Linked DNA regions of Mus musculus: all the other regions are linked to region 3. A link is a contact called in public HiChIP or PLAC-seq and promoter capture Hi-C data. All regions are on one chromosome and are shown on one strand. The core of a region is the stretch at or near the end of the contact, and the rest is flanking DNA. Distances in the headings are between cores, read along the strand shown. Region 1 holds the start of Mir670hg (a long non-coding RNA gene). Region 2 overlaps Mir670hg (a long non-coding RNA gene). Region 3 holds the start of Alkbh3 (alkB homolog 3, alpha-ketoglutarate-dependent dioxygenase). Region 4 overlaps Mir670hg (a long non-coding RNA gene).

The links. Promoter capture Hi-C pulls out the DNA fragments that hold promoters and counts their contacts. HiChIP or PLAC-seq counts read pairs in DNA pulled down with a chosen protein or histone mark.
Region 1: a FOXA1 HiChIP or PLAC-seq map of pancreatic cancer cells shows a contact between it and region 3. The contact joins the promoter of Mir670hg here to the promoter of Alkbh3 in region 3. A contact is called at or near these places in 24 of 39 promoter capture datasets (the 3T3-L1 cell line, 3T3-L1-derived adipocytes, the C10 cell line and 15 more), 1 of 15 datasets of contacts at CTCF or cohesin (the NIH/3T3 cell line), 2 of 484 Hi-C or Micro-C datasets (embryonic stem cells and nephron progenitors), 26 of 115 datasets of contacts at active chromatin or transcription factors (the 230-238 cell line, bone marrow-derived macrophages, craniofacial prominence and 15 more) and 4 of 9 other capture datasets (adipose tissue, embryonic stem cells, liver and 1 more).
Region 2: a promoter capture Hi-C map of liver shows a contact between it and region 3. The contact joins the enhancer-like site here to the promoter of Alkbh3 in region 3. A contact is called at or near these places in 7 of 39 promoter capture datasets (the C10 cell line, the HPC-7 cell line, cranial neural crest and 3 more), 9 of 484 Hi-C or Micro-C datasets (CD4 T cells, CD8 T cells, erythroblasts and 4 more), 3 of 115 datasets of contacts at active chromatin or transcription factors (the 230-238 cell line, extraembryonic endoderm stem cells and pro-B cells) and 3 of 9 other capture datasets (adipose tissue, liver and pancreatic islet).
Region 4: an H3K4me3 HiChIP or PLAC-seq map of forebrain shows a contact between it and region 3, with 3 times the contacts expected there. The contact joins the enhancer-like site here to the promoter of Alkbh3 in region 3. A contact is called at or near these places in 15 of 39 promoter capture datasets (the C10 cell line, the HPC-7 cell line, cancer-associated fibroblasts and 9 more), 2 of 15 datasets of contacts at CTCF or cohesin (both in the NIH/3T3 cell line), 4 of 484 Hi-C or Micro-C datasets (bone marrow-derived macrophages, embryonic stem cells, liver and 1 more), 21 of 115 datasets of contacts at active chromatin or transcription factors (the 230-238 cell line, DN3 thymocytes, bone marrow-derived macrophages and 12 more) and 5 of 9 other capture datasets (adipose tissue, embryonic stem cells, liver and 2 more).

Annotation. Positions count from the first base shown.
Region 1 is chr2:94,263,183-94,266,393 of GRCm38.p6, forward strand. It overlaps Mir670hg (a long non-coding RNA gene), which reads right to left and starts at 1,921. Exons shown (of 8, transcript XR_003953878.1): 1 at 1,340-1,921.
Region 2 is chr2:94,175,750-94,178,941 of GRCm38.p6, forward strand. All of the region lies in intron 6 of Mir670hg (a long non-coding RNA gene), which reads right to left. Among named protein-coding and RNA genes, the nearest start is that of Gm39885, 19 kb to the left of the region's middle. Within about 2 kb of position 1,757, at least 391 of the 459 cell types and tissues checked have an H3K27ac peak or open chromatin away from gene starts, as enhancers often do. A contact at or near this core is called in the 230-238 cell line, CD8 T cells, the HPC-7 cell line and 10 more, where this site is marked.
Region 3 is chr2:94,008,940-94,012,589 of GRCm38.p6, forward strand. Alkbh3 (alkB homolog 3, alpha-ketoglutarate-dependent dioxygenase) reads right to left here and starts at 1,791. Exons shown (of 10, transcript NM_026944.1): 1 at 1,744-1,791.
Region 4 is chr2:94,245,574-94,248,850 of GRCm38.p6, forward strand. It overlaps Mir670hg (a long non-coding RNA gene), which reads right to left. Exons shown (of 8, transcript XR_003953878.1): 2 at 1,128-3,277; 3 at 1-504. Among named protein-coding and RNA genes, the nearest start is that of Mir129-2, 5.8 kb to the left of the region's middle. Within about 2 kb of position 1,373, at least 70 of the 459 cell types and tissues checked have an H3K27ac peak or open chromatin away from gene starts, as enhancers often do. A contact at or near this core is called in embryonic basal ganglia, embryonic forebrain, forebrain and 1 more, where this site is marked.

The DNA of each region.
Region 1 (3,211 bases), core at 671-3,170, 250 kb after region 3:
TGAAAGATGAGGGTCGTGACCCTTGTTCTGCCTTTTCAACACTCAGAAGGATTTGAACTGTGTTCCCCAAGGTCAAATGACTGACGTTAAAGCCCCCTACTCCACCCCTCCACTTTTCTAAGCTCCTTCCTAACAATGAATGCCCCCCTCTACAACACACAGTGGATAGACCTCCGGTGAATTAGAAAACCCTCCAAGTCCTTTTCAAACCTAATCTTGGGAGAGACACTTGTTGATTACCACCTGGCTTTGTGCCGCGGCGGGAGGGAACCTCCCCCGCTCGCCCCCCCCCCCCCCTCAGATCTCCGCAGCTCCACAAGGTACCTGACATCACACCAACAAAGCCTCCTCGGAAGCTCCCCCACCCTGACATACACCTTCGAGCCCCCTTGGCGCTTCCCTAGCTCAAGCTTGCCCACATCAGCGCTCCTCCACTCCCACCCCATTCCCCACCCCCACTCCAGTGCCAGGGAGGCCAACTTTGCAGCTTCACAGACGGCTCCTGTGAGCATCTATCCTTTCCCTCCCTCGCTGCCGCCCCCGCGATTTCGCCCTTCACCCTGCGGGGGCCTGCCTCTCTTCCTGCAGCAAAGTTTGCCAGGCGCCTTTCCAGGCGGTTTTCCTCCACACAACCAGCCTTACGAAATTGTGCATAAAGATTTCCCTCTACAGGTGGTTGTGAGCTGCAGCAGTTTTTTTTTTTTTTTTTCCCCTCTTGCAATGGAAACATTTTTTTTTTCTATTTCACCTACTAATCTTTTTTTTAAAATCATTTTTGCTTACACCTATTAAAGACAGCATTTTTTTTCCAGACTCTGCGAGGAGAGATTAATTTCTCTATTAAGGAAACATTGCCACATCCCTCACCAGCATGCTCCAACTCTCTTTAGCTCCCTCTGCTCCCCTCACTTTGTTCTGACTTCATGAAACCTTTTTGGAACTAGCTTTTCATGTGCAGAATCATTACAAGAATAATGAAGACATTTAGTGAATGAGAATCAGCCCCAAGTCTGGCAAACTAGAAGGTTCAGTTGCCCACTAGAGAAGTCCCCTCCCCTCTGCCACCCCCAACCCCACAACACAGCATCTTTTCCCCCTGTTCAACACCACAGGACTGTCTCCCGATTGCCATGCCTCTTGCAAGAACCACACATACAAGACCCTAACTAAGCCTGCTCACGAAGTCTAGGCAATTTGTACAGATATTGTTCAATGAAAAAAAAAAAAAAACAGACAGTAATCACGGACAGTCATAAAGAGCTGCTCTTCCGAACATTCACCAACTGACATCATAAACTTTGCCAAAGCCAAACATAAGGCACTGCATGGTATAACCTACCTTGGCGTGCTCCTTCACTTTTTATGCAAATGTTTTCCCCTCCACGCTTTACACAGATTTCTAGGGAAATTTGGAAGGGCTGGTGAGGGGGTGGGAGAGGGGAGGGGATGAGGGTAATATAAATAAGGAAGCATTTTAAATGCACCACGCAAAGAGCTCCGGATTTCACGTCGTGTCTGCACTCTTCCCGGAGCAAAGCAAAACAGTTCTCCTTCAGTGCCAGACTTGTAGGGAGAGGGAGAAGAGAGCGGGAGGGGGAGAGAGGGAGGGGAGAGAGGGAGAGAAGAGAAAGAAAGGGTAGGGGAGATGCTGAAAAAGGGAGGGGAGGGAAGAAGGGAGGGGGGAGAGAGAAGGAGGGAGGAGAGGGGAGGAGAGCAGCCAGAGGGAAAGAGAAGAGAGGAGGCAGCCCCCTCCCACACTCCCACCCCCTCACATTCGGGCGCCTCCTGAGTAACTGATCAGAACACAGAATTCATCACCCACGTTCGAAAACCCCCGACCAGGGACTAAGTCTCAATGCACACACATTGGGGTCTATTTATAGACACACCCTAATGATATGCGTTGCTTTCTGAGTGTAAATGTGTGTGCACGCTGCCCGAATTACATATGATTCCTTTGAAAGGTATGATTTTTTTTTTTAAATACTGCAGTGCGACTGCTTCTGTTTAGCTTTCCTTTGAGTCAGGAAAATATGCATCAATTTTGAAGAGACTCTGGAAAAATGATGGGGGTCTCGGTGTTTACAAAACCCTGGCTCCCCCCGGTCCCCTGCAAAGCTGGGATATTTGCAGAGTTGGGGCTGTTTGGAAAGGCTCCAGCCCTGGCTCGGTGTAGCACGCCCAGTTCCAGCAGCGTGTGCTATTGACCTGCATTGACGTCAGTGCGTCATTAGGTCTCCCTTAGAAACACTGACTTTCAAAAATAGTATCAAATTAATTCAGCTGGAGCCTGGTGAAGAAAGGCTACTAGCTAGAATCAGCCATAAAACTCCAGAATTTTCAGCCCTAGATCTCTTCTTCTTTGCTAGGAGCCAAATAGAATCAGATTGTATGGAAATTGCTATCGATGGGATTTTTTTTTTTTCCTTAAGAAAGGGGACCAAATTAGATTGCAAAACCAGAAGTGCTTCTTCTTTTTTTTCCCTCTCTCTCGCCCCACCCCCTCTCTTTTTTTCCCCCTGGTCTAAAAATAGCTCCCTGCCTGAGCTGACTGCAGTATCTTTTGTGTTGCAGCCCTGTTTTTTTTTTTTTTTTCCTCCAGTCTGGACCCTGTGAACAGTGGCACACAGTATATACATTGGTCTATTGTTGTTTGCAATGTCAGGAATTCATTTTAATAAAACAGGTGTGTCTTAGGATGGTGAGGGGCGTTGTGAGGGAGGGAGCTCCACGGGAGAGACTCCTGCCATTCATAGCTGTTTCCTTCTTCCAATTCATTTTTTTTCCCAAAGACACAATTCCCACCCCACGTGTCTCACGTGGCCTCTGACCAGCACATGCAACCCCCATTCATACAAACACAAAGTGCCAGCACATTCATGCTTTGTGGAGACAGTACATTCATAGACAAGGACTCTGGGCTATTCTTCCTCGTGTGGTTGCGTGGCAGAAAAGACACAGGATTCATGCCTCAAAATAGAAGGAGGTTTCATCCGAGGGGAACTTAAATACACAACCTGATGCCAAAATTGCATCATTAAAATTCTGCATTTATTAAGTATGTGCTTGCTGCCGAGGACACTTGTGTCCTTTACATAGCTAAACGTTGTAATTTCCGAAGGTCTCTTTTGCATCCAGACGTTTCATATGTACCTGTGACTTCTTTACGGGACCACCGAGCACCTTCACCACAGATATATCATCTTCAGAT
Region 2 (3,192 bases), core at 507-3,006, 170 kb after region 3:
ACTAAAGGTCAGGTTCTAAATGGGTGTTGAATGATCTTGTTGTGCAGTTTTGACACTCATAGTCATAGATGGGCTGAGTAGATAGTTCAGAGCTTGCTATGCAGGTTGAGGGCCACAGAATCTACAAGGTGACCTGCCTGTAAATCCAGTGCTCTGGAGAGACACGGAGGATTTGAGGGAAGTTGGTTAGCTAGACTATCCAAATCAGGGAGTTCTGGGGTTCATATTAGGGATTCTACCTTGGTATATAAGGTAGAGGAAGACATCTTACATCAACTTCTGGCCTCCGTACACATGTAAACCCACACATTTGAATATGTGTACACACATATGCACATAAAAATGTTCACTGATCCACATACACGAATAAACTACTTATTCTCAGAAACTAAACCATTGCATAGAGGAAAACAAGACATTAGAAAGGCTTGACTCCAGGCCCCTTCCTACTGCCCATTCATCTTGGTTATAGTGATAAATGGAAAAACTAAGTATTTGTCATCTTCAAAAGTTTGAGTTTGTTTGTTTGTTGTTTTGTTTTTCGAGACAGGATTTCTCTGTATAGCTCTGGCTGTTCTGAAACTCTATAGACCAGGCTGGTCTTGAACTCAGAAATCCGCCTGCCTCTGCCTCCCAAGTGCTGGGATTAAAGGCGTGCCCCACCACTGCCCAGCAAGGTTTTACTTTTTAAAAATCATAAAAATGTACATGTGTGCATGTACACATGTCAGTGTCACATGAGGACAGGTTCCTGGAGTGGCCAGAAACATCAGATCCCTGGAGCTGGAGTTACAAGCTGTCCACTGGTCATGCTCAGAACCAAACTCAAGTACTCGTGTTTTCTGGGAGAGCAGCCAGTGTTCCTAGCTGCTAAGCTATTTCTTCAGATCCTGGATTTCTTTTTTGAAAAAACAGTAGACTTTTCTAAAGCTTATATTTATAAGATATTGGTTAGGAAAATTACCCTTTGAGGGCGCTGATAGTTCATTGGGTGAAGATGTTTGCTACCAATTCTGATAACCTGAGTTTGAACCCTGGGACCCATATGATGGAAGGAGAGAACTAACATCCACAGGTCGTCCTAACTCTGCTCTAAACGAACACCCACCCCCACCTCACCTCCACACACAGGTAAAAACGTAACTAAATATATTAATCTTTGGTGTTATTTCACACTAAAAGAAATTTTGGTGAAGCCATGTGAAACTTTTAATTCCAAGCAAGTGTGTACAGCCTTAAGAACTTTAAACAGAAAATATAAGTAGGTCTTACAATATTTTCTTTTCTGAAGCCATTAATCCTGCTACTAGTGAATAACACAGAAAACATTTCCCAGCAGTTCCAAAACTGGAATGCACACCGTGGAAAGTACCTAACAGAGGCCCTGGGGACGAAATGCCAGGATTCTGGGGTATAAAAACCTCACTGCTTCACAGGGAAATGTTATCTACTTACGTAAGTATCCAGACACAAAGATTAAATTCATCCCCAGCTTTACTGAAGTCAGGACCTTGCCCTTCCCAAAGCACCTTCGGAAGGCTTCCTAATGCATTCTTTAGCAAGCTGCAGGTAACTGCAACTTCTTTCAAAGCAAATTAACACTGTGCTTGTGATAGTTTGGAATGCCCCGGCAAACCCAGCTACTCTTGACATTCTGCCTTCCCAGATACGACATCAGTTTGCCAGCATTAGTGCATTCAGGCAGTATTGATTATTTTAAAATGACATTTCTCAATCTTCACTCGACGGGCAAGTGAGTTAAGTAACAGAGGAGGACAAAGGGGAGGAAGCTGACTAGCAATCCAACAAGCACTGAGTCTATGGATAGGAGACTGAAGTCACTTGAAACAGAATTGCACATACAATTCTAGCCGGATCTTTCTATTACATTTAAGCGGTCAGGAGGAAAGCAACTGTAAAGATGAAAAAATTAGAGAAACCCTCCTCACCACACACATCAAAGCATTCTTAAACAATATACAAAAACAAAGCAACAGTTTTACATGTAAGAAAATACCAATCACAATGCAACCTTTTAACCCTTTCCCTGTAAGTCTTGTCACATGATTCCCTTTAAAACTAAAAATTGGTATTGGGGTCCCAAAACCTTATTGCAAAAGCAATCATACCTCAGGGTGGATAACTCCAGATTATGGAAATAGACAGAATGTACCTAAGAGTACACACTGGCAGTAACACAGAGACCTAATTCTGTATGGACAGGTAAGACAGGTGCTGACATGCTCAGCAACTATATTATCTTAATACCCTGAGATTCACAGTAATCCATTCTGCCTCAGGTGTTCCCAAGAGCCAGTATCAAAGATCCTTAACTTGCAGAGGAACACTGTGAGCCAAATGTAACATGGGTAACAACAAACCTGGGTTCCCCCAAAAGAATCTAAATAACTTCTCAGCACCAGGAAAGTCAAAGAGCTTTGCTCCCTAAAGATAAAGGTACTTGTGATCCTGCCACCAGCTTTCACTTCAGCTTTGTCCATATACCTACCCACAAACAACTCAAAACCCACTCCCGGAGACACTTGTACAGGTTTAAGAACAAACCACGCTAACAGGAGACAGCCACAAGCTGGACAAACAAAATTTGCAAACAAGGTCAAAGTTCAGTACAAGCAAAAGACAATCAAATACGTGTCCGCACCCATGCCGAGAACTCATGCAAGTTCTTACACCCCAAAGCAGACAGGCAACACCCACATAAACACGCTTGCTAAAATTTTGGCTCTCTCCTAAGCCCCACTACCCCCAGAATAAAAGGCCCAGCAACACTCGGGTCCTGCGCAACCACGATTCCAGAGTGTGTAAGACAAGAGGACGGAGCAGAACACAAACCATAAGAGCAGAGAGCACACTCCAGACACCCAGGCACAGGCCATACTGACAGACAGGTCAAAGGCAGAAGGGCAGACCACCAGGATGTGGCCGCCTGCGACCCCACAAGCAGTCACAGGCCTCCTGGCTCATGGAAACACTGCAAGTCCAGCATGGACCCTCTCAGGCCTCTTGTCCACGCCCGGGACAAGAATGCCAGGGTCTCTGCCACCCCAAGGGTCTGCTGGTAGCCTTCTAACAGATCAGACAGTCCCCCAAGACCCTCAGAAAGCAGAAAACTTCTTATCGCCCTTTCGGAGGCGGCCATGACAGCAAAAAAAGAGCGGATTTTTTACGACA
Region 3 (3,650 bases), core at 541-3,040:
AAGCCTTAAAAGCAGCCATGACAGAGAAACCTGAAGGACTTCGGCCACATGAAGTAGAGAAGCACAGAGACATAAACGCTACGTGACCTTACACACAGCAACTTAAGAAAGCTGAACCCTAAGAGTAGAATGTGATTGCTTATGACTAGGGAAGGGGGCTAGGTGGGGGCAAGGACACTGTGGATCCAAAGTACAAAGTTTCACTTGGATAACAATAAGCTTTACTGACCTCCTGCACAGAACAAGGGCCATAAATACCAAATCACTGCTGGGAATGGTGGCACATGCCTTTAATCCCAGCACTTGGGAGGCAGAGGCAGGCGAATTTCTGAGTTCGAGGCCAGCCTGGTCTACAGCAGGACAGCCAGGGCTACACAGAGAAACTGTCTCGAAAAAAAAAAAAAAAAAAAAAAAAAAACAAACAAAAAACCAAATCACTGGATAGCTCAGTTATGAAGAGTAGATTTTAAATATTTCCATCACAAAAAGGTATACGAGGTAAGAGATGTATTAATTTGATGCATTCATTCTATATCAAAAGCATATATCAAAATGTCACAGAATACCATAAATAAGAACAATGATTTGTCAACTTTAAAATTAAGTTTGAAATGAAAATCTAAAATATCCATGTACCACTTTTAAAACTACAATTTAGGAAAGACTCTATTTCTATGTTTATAACAAGCAGCAAAGGGTAAGATATGCTAATATGTATAGAGATCAGAAGGTTTAGTGACTTACAGAGACACTCAGGAAATCAATACTGATGAAAAGTTCAACTCTTGTCAGGTTCCAGCCTTGAGCTAATCAAACCCCCTATAATTTTGCCCAAAGGTTACCCTATAGCAAATACAGAATTCTTAAGGGTCAGGTCACATGTTCGGAACCTGCGAGCCACTTCTTTATGAGTCTAGGAAAGCTTCTAGCTCTCAAAGACAGTCCACTCATATGACTGCTTACACCACAGGTTCCCAGGCCTCGTCTCCTAGACCTTCCGATCCAACAGAGCTCAGGGCTCTGCTTAAATCTCCTTAGGACGTAGAAATGATGGTTTACAGGCACATACCAGTAATCCCAGCATCCAGGAGGCCTGAGCTAAATACTGAGACCCCGTCTCATCACCGACAACCCATCAAGTGCTTATCATTTACCAGGTAGGGCCTTGGAGAAGATGTCGATTCCCTCAAAAAGTTAATGACACAATCAAATCCAACTCTCCGGGCTTACCGAATGTGTGAAGGAAACCCTCGTGTATCATATTCTCGGAGACCTAAAGGCATAAGACTAGTGGGGGTCAGTGAAGGCCTCTGACCTGCTCACCTTGACGTGACTTGTTTAAGGCAAGTGGTGAACAGAAATTCCAGAGTGCTGTCTGAGACTTCCTGAGTGCTGTCAGTTCGAGGAGTCCCAGAACTTAATAGGTCCTAACAAAGGTCCCGCCACCCTGGAACTCCAAGCCTGAAAACCTTAAAAAGAACAAGGGCTCTGGCAGGTGCAGGAACTTGCTTGGAATGCACAGATCTATCCCGTCCCGCCAGCAAACCCCGTGGCAGCGGACGCCACCGTCTGACCTCAGGCCTCTCCCTCAAGCAGGAGACAGTCCCGCCCTCGAGGCTGAGGTACAGAGAAATGGCTAACAGCCTTCTGATGGCCCAGAAACGGACCCTCGGGCAGTCCTCACACGCCTGCCCCCGGCTCGCGGCCAGCAAGCCAGGAAGGAGCTGGGCGCCCCGGACCAACCTGGCTGGGCCCTGAGCAGAGGTCCCGACACGACCCTAATCAGCCGTCTGGACGCCGGGGAACCTTCAGAGTGAGGCACCAACTCCTGCAACGTCCAACCACAGGCCTCCGTTGCGCGTAGTTCCTCTTAGGTGACATACTGCCACCGCTTCCGCTTCCGGTGGGTAGCCCGGAGTCCGGGTTGCCCCGCATCCCTGGCAACTAAAGGGCCGGGTGGAGACGCTGAAGGGAATATGGTCGGAATGGGAACTGGAGTCAGGGGCACATGTGGGGATGAAGATGAGCCTCCTAGGCCTAGGTCCTCAGGAAACTAGTTCCCGAAACCAGTGCTGGCATCTTAGGTCTGTTGTGCAAAGGGCAACCGCACTCTCCCGGAACTTGTACTGATCCGGGAGTAGGGAGGACTGGGACATGCTGGGTTCTGCTATAGAATTCTCTCCTTACCTTGAAAACCATGAAGAGTCTAAGGTGCGCTTTGTTCTCAACGTAGCGCGCCCGTCTTTTCTACACAGCATTTACGCTGGGACGTGAGAGCATGCCTTATTTATCTGAGTTCCTCAGTGCTAAGGAAACTTTACTTGAGTCCACAGATCTGTCTAAATTTCATTCCAATGCCACCATTTGGGGCAAGTGCATTGCTTACTTTTTAAGTGGTCCTGTTAAGTGGGATTAAATGAGACAGCAGCGTCTGGACCACTATAGAAATCTAATAATTCACGATAGCTAAAGTGCCTTCTCACGCATCTGACCTCTTCACAAGCTTCTTTAAAGAGATCAGGTTAAGCCATGTCTCTTATAATTTGACAACTCTGACTGTAGCACCAAGTCAACTATTTTCTGTCAAATATTATTCTCTAAAATTTACCAAAACACAATCATTGTGGAGATCTTTCAAATAAGCCTGATTCTGTCAGGGTATCGGTAAAGGCTCCTTAAGAAAAATCCCCACTCGTCAAAAGAATAGAATCACCTGGCCAAAGAATGACCCCTAGGAAGGTAGGCTTACCTGAAGTAACACTAAAGAGATAAGTGGACTTATTAGTACTTTAATGAGACACTGTACTTCCTTTCTCCGATTCCCACCCTCTATCTCCGTCACTTAAGGAACATGGCCACGCCGGTTCCAAGCCTTCCTGCTTTTCTAAATTACCTAGAGAAACAACAACAAAAACTAAAAACAGCAGCAACAACAAAAACCATAGCTTACCTTTCTTGCTGTCCCTCCTGTAAGCATGCTTCTTTTAGGACTTCAGACTTTTGCCAGCATTTGATGTCCCCTTACTCTTTCTCTGATGCTTCCCTCTCTTACATGACAACGGCTGCCTTCCACTCAGTGACTGACCTCCATGCCCACTTAACACGGAATCCCCACCCCCTATTCTCTTCCTTGGGGCGGCTGTCTACAGTTTACCTGTCCTCAGATGTTTGGTGTGTTTTTCTTTTAAACTAACAAAATTGTCCTTATCCTTTCATTTGAGCCATTCTTTTATCCTTTTCTTAATAGAACTCCAGAAGGCAATTCCAATTCCCCCAGTATTGATGCTCAATAGCATTCAGCTGTAGTATCCTCCGTGTTCCTGACTGAGGTGCCCACGTGGCCGCCACAGTGGAGTCCAATTTTTACACCATCTTTGTTGTTGTTGTATATTCTGTGTCATTGAAAGAAAAATGATTTATCCCAGGACTGAAAGGAGAGAGAGCTGGATTGTAATTTTTACTTTTTTCCCCATTACCTAGTAATCTTTCGATGTCTGCTTTGGGCTCCGGAACATTTGATACATCTCCTAAAGGGTGTTATTTCTTTCCTTCTGGTGATTATAGCTTGGAATGGCAATAGAGATGCCTGGAATGAGGTGTTCCTAAAAGTAGTGGTTTACAGTGAGCCTCCCACAGAATGCTTCAAAGTT
Region 4 (3,277 bases), core at 123-2,622, 240 kb after region 3:
GGATCAGTCAGGACCACTGTCTAGGTGCCGATGATCACACCCTCTCTTTTTATTCCCTTTATCCCATGCAATTCTGGTTTACATTCCACAGTCTCCATTAATCTCGCATTGAAATGGGCCATTAAATTGTGTCGGGCCACCCTTTAAGACAGAGAAAATACGGAGGGGAGAGGGCAGTAGAGAGAACCCAGCTCAACAGCGCCGACTCATAACGAGGGAGTGCGTTGCAGCTGCTATTGATTCAAATTTGTCAGGGTGATTCCCAACTCTGCAAGAATTCCTTCTCGGTTCCTTTGCATGCAGCCCCCAATTCATTATATACACACATCCACACACACACAGAGTTACACCCTCCCCCACCCCCCTCAGTCTCATTCTCCCACTTAGCAAAGGGCAAAAAGGCAGCCAAGGATGCATCCTGAGCATGCACAAAGTAAGCATCGGCTTGTACTTACAGTCTGCGGCATGCACATGACATAATATTACTTACCCAAGCGGGAACTCCTTAAGAGAAAGAAACATGGGGGAGGGGGTAAAGAAAGGAGAGAGGAAAGGAAAAATCCAACAATTAATTTCCAGACATGGGGGTAGGGAGGAGGAATGTGGTGGTGTCCAGGTTTTCTTCCACCCTCGCTGGCTTTTTATCCCAGTACAGCCCTCGGTCTATTTCTGGAACACGATCAAACCCAGATGCTATTTTTAGCAAGTACTGAAAAAACCTGCACACAAAAAAAGGCATTTCGCTGGAACGTTGAGTCCAAAACATTAAATGTGCACCAAGCGCCCCCTCCTCACTTGTTTCTGCATCACTAGACCCTCTCGCATTGCTTCAGGTGTTTTTCAAAACAGAAAAATACCCAAGTATTTCTTCTGTTCTCCCTCCCTCATATTAACTCTCATGCCTCTGCCTGTTGCAAGCGCCACACAGTCTCTCAGGCTGAAGGCATTGGAGTGGTTGTATCCTTAGAGCTGCAGGTCTCCATTGACCAGATTTCCTACATGTTGGGGAAACCGGAGTGGGGATTATTAGCCCCTTTCCCCAGAAAAGCTTCCCTGAAAAGCTCAAGAGTCTAATGCTACCCTCGATGGACATCCCCAAATGGGGGGGGGGGGAGATTCATCCATACCCTTCCCACATTCTCCATACTCGCTTTGCAAAATCTCTTGGTGTTTGCAACACACCGCCTTTGGGAATGTAAATTTTAAAAGCTGCACGTGTGTGTGTGTGTGTGTGTGTGTGTGTGTGTGTGTTGCGTTCTAGTATTTCACTATGAGGAGGATGGAGAAAATAGACTCATGAAGACAGCGCGGAGCAGCCGCCTCGAGTCTCCTTTGCCTGCCTGCGTCAGTCATCAGCTGCTGACGTCACGTGCAGATTCTCCTCTTTGGTGGGTCTGGTTCAATCTAGAAGAGGCTTCTGCTCAGAGACAGTGCTTTGTGTTCAGCGCAGCCACTGAGCAGGCGAGGCAGCCGAGGTGGGCGCCACCCCAGGCTTGGGCTGGCCATCAGCAAAAGAGGCACAGACCGTGCTGAGGGCCCCCGAGGGGCGTGCCGATCTGGACTACCCCCTCCCCAAACACCCAACAGCTCATTGCAAACTCGGTGCACAGACTCCTGAGTGTGTGCCTTCCCCGCCCTTTCGCATCTGGCCACAGTAACCGAGCAGGCTACGGCTATAACTCGGATTAATTCTCAGTTTGTTGGCCAGATAGCCCCGGCTCTTCGAGTGACGCAAATAACAGATTCACGGCTCCCCCGCCTCTCTCCAGCTCTCGAGATCCCTTCCCCCTCCCCTTTCTTTCTCCTCTTCTTTTTCCTGCGCCCACGCATCCTGCTTGGTCTCCCACGGAATCATCTAGCTACTGCTTCCCAGAGAGCAAGGATCTGAGTTACAGAGAGTCAGGCAGACACAGTACAGGGACAGATAAGCCTGAAATTGACCTCTCGTGCGCAAAACACACACACACACACACACACACACACACACACACACACACACACACACACACCGGCACACACTTTCACCAATGACCAGCAGCTCTTTGGGATGCTGGTGATGGGAATGCCTAGAGGGGAGGACCCGAGCTTGCTTTTGCACTTTTCCTCCTTGCTTCTAAAGAGGGAATCCACCCCTACAAATAGCAGGCTATTGGTGAATATGCAACTTTCCCTCCATATGAGGCAGAAGAAATTCAACAAAGGCTGCAGGTGCTGTCTCTAGCTACATTATCAGGCCTATTTAAAGCCAGAACCTTTACTCTTAAATACCAGCAGGTTTTTTTTCTTCTTAAAAGAATGACCCACAAAAATGAGCTCAATGATGGGCATTATTTTCAAACCAGTCGGAATAGCCCTTGTTTCATGATAATCTGTGTATCAGAGTGTGTGCCTGAATGGGGTGGTTTCAGAAGATATGCCACACCTCAGCATAACAAAGGGTTTCTTGATCGATGGAGATGGAAGGAATTCTTACAAATGGGAAGATCTGCACAAATGACACACAGATTCCCCTCCTCAGGTGCACACAGCACTGGATCTCTCTGGAATGATCTTTGCTTCAGAATGGGAAAAATTAGGAAGTCAGAGGCTACACACAGATATTTCGGGCACGAACCATTTCCTTTCATAACCCTAACTATCAGATTTCCTTTACTGCGCTTGTGTTGGATGCTGATAAACAATTATCCAGAGGTCACCAAGAGGATTTGGGCTACATGGTCTGGAAAAGAAGGGTCATGAGACTCAGGCTATTATACCCTCCCCAGGCCCTCAGAACCTTTGTAAGCTGTATTCCAAGGTTTCTGTTTAAGTTTAGACTCCTGAAGTACCTTCCGTTTTTTGTCTGTGGCTTAAGCTTGCCTGCTTGAGAGGGACAGAGGACATCTGCTCCACTCGGAGGACACCCTCCGGCAGCCCATCAGCAGCTGTTTATTTTTAGCTCTCTGAATGCATGCATGTATGTATGCATGTGAGAATGTTGCTGCAGTGGACTGGTGTGCAGCCAGAAGAAGCATCAATGAGAGAAGGGACAGCAGTGGCCCTGGTTCTTGTACTGGGGATGGCTTATCACATGGGGTTATCAGATGTGACCAAGCAGACACGAAATGGCAGGCAGTATTTCAATGAAGGATTCTTGGATTAATAAAAATGTCTGGCTACGTGTATCTCTAAGGGCAGATAGATGTGTTTTTAGACACAAGATATAAGCAAAGATTAGGCTCATTCACAGAAAATGTAAGGTTTCTACATAGATGGCACACACTTTATAGCAAAGATA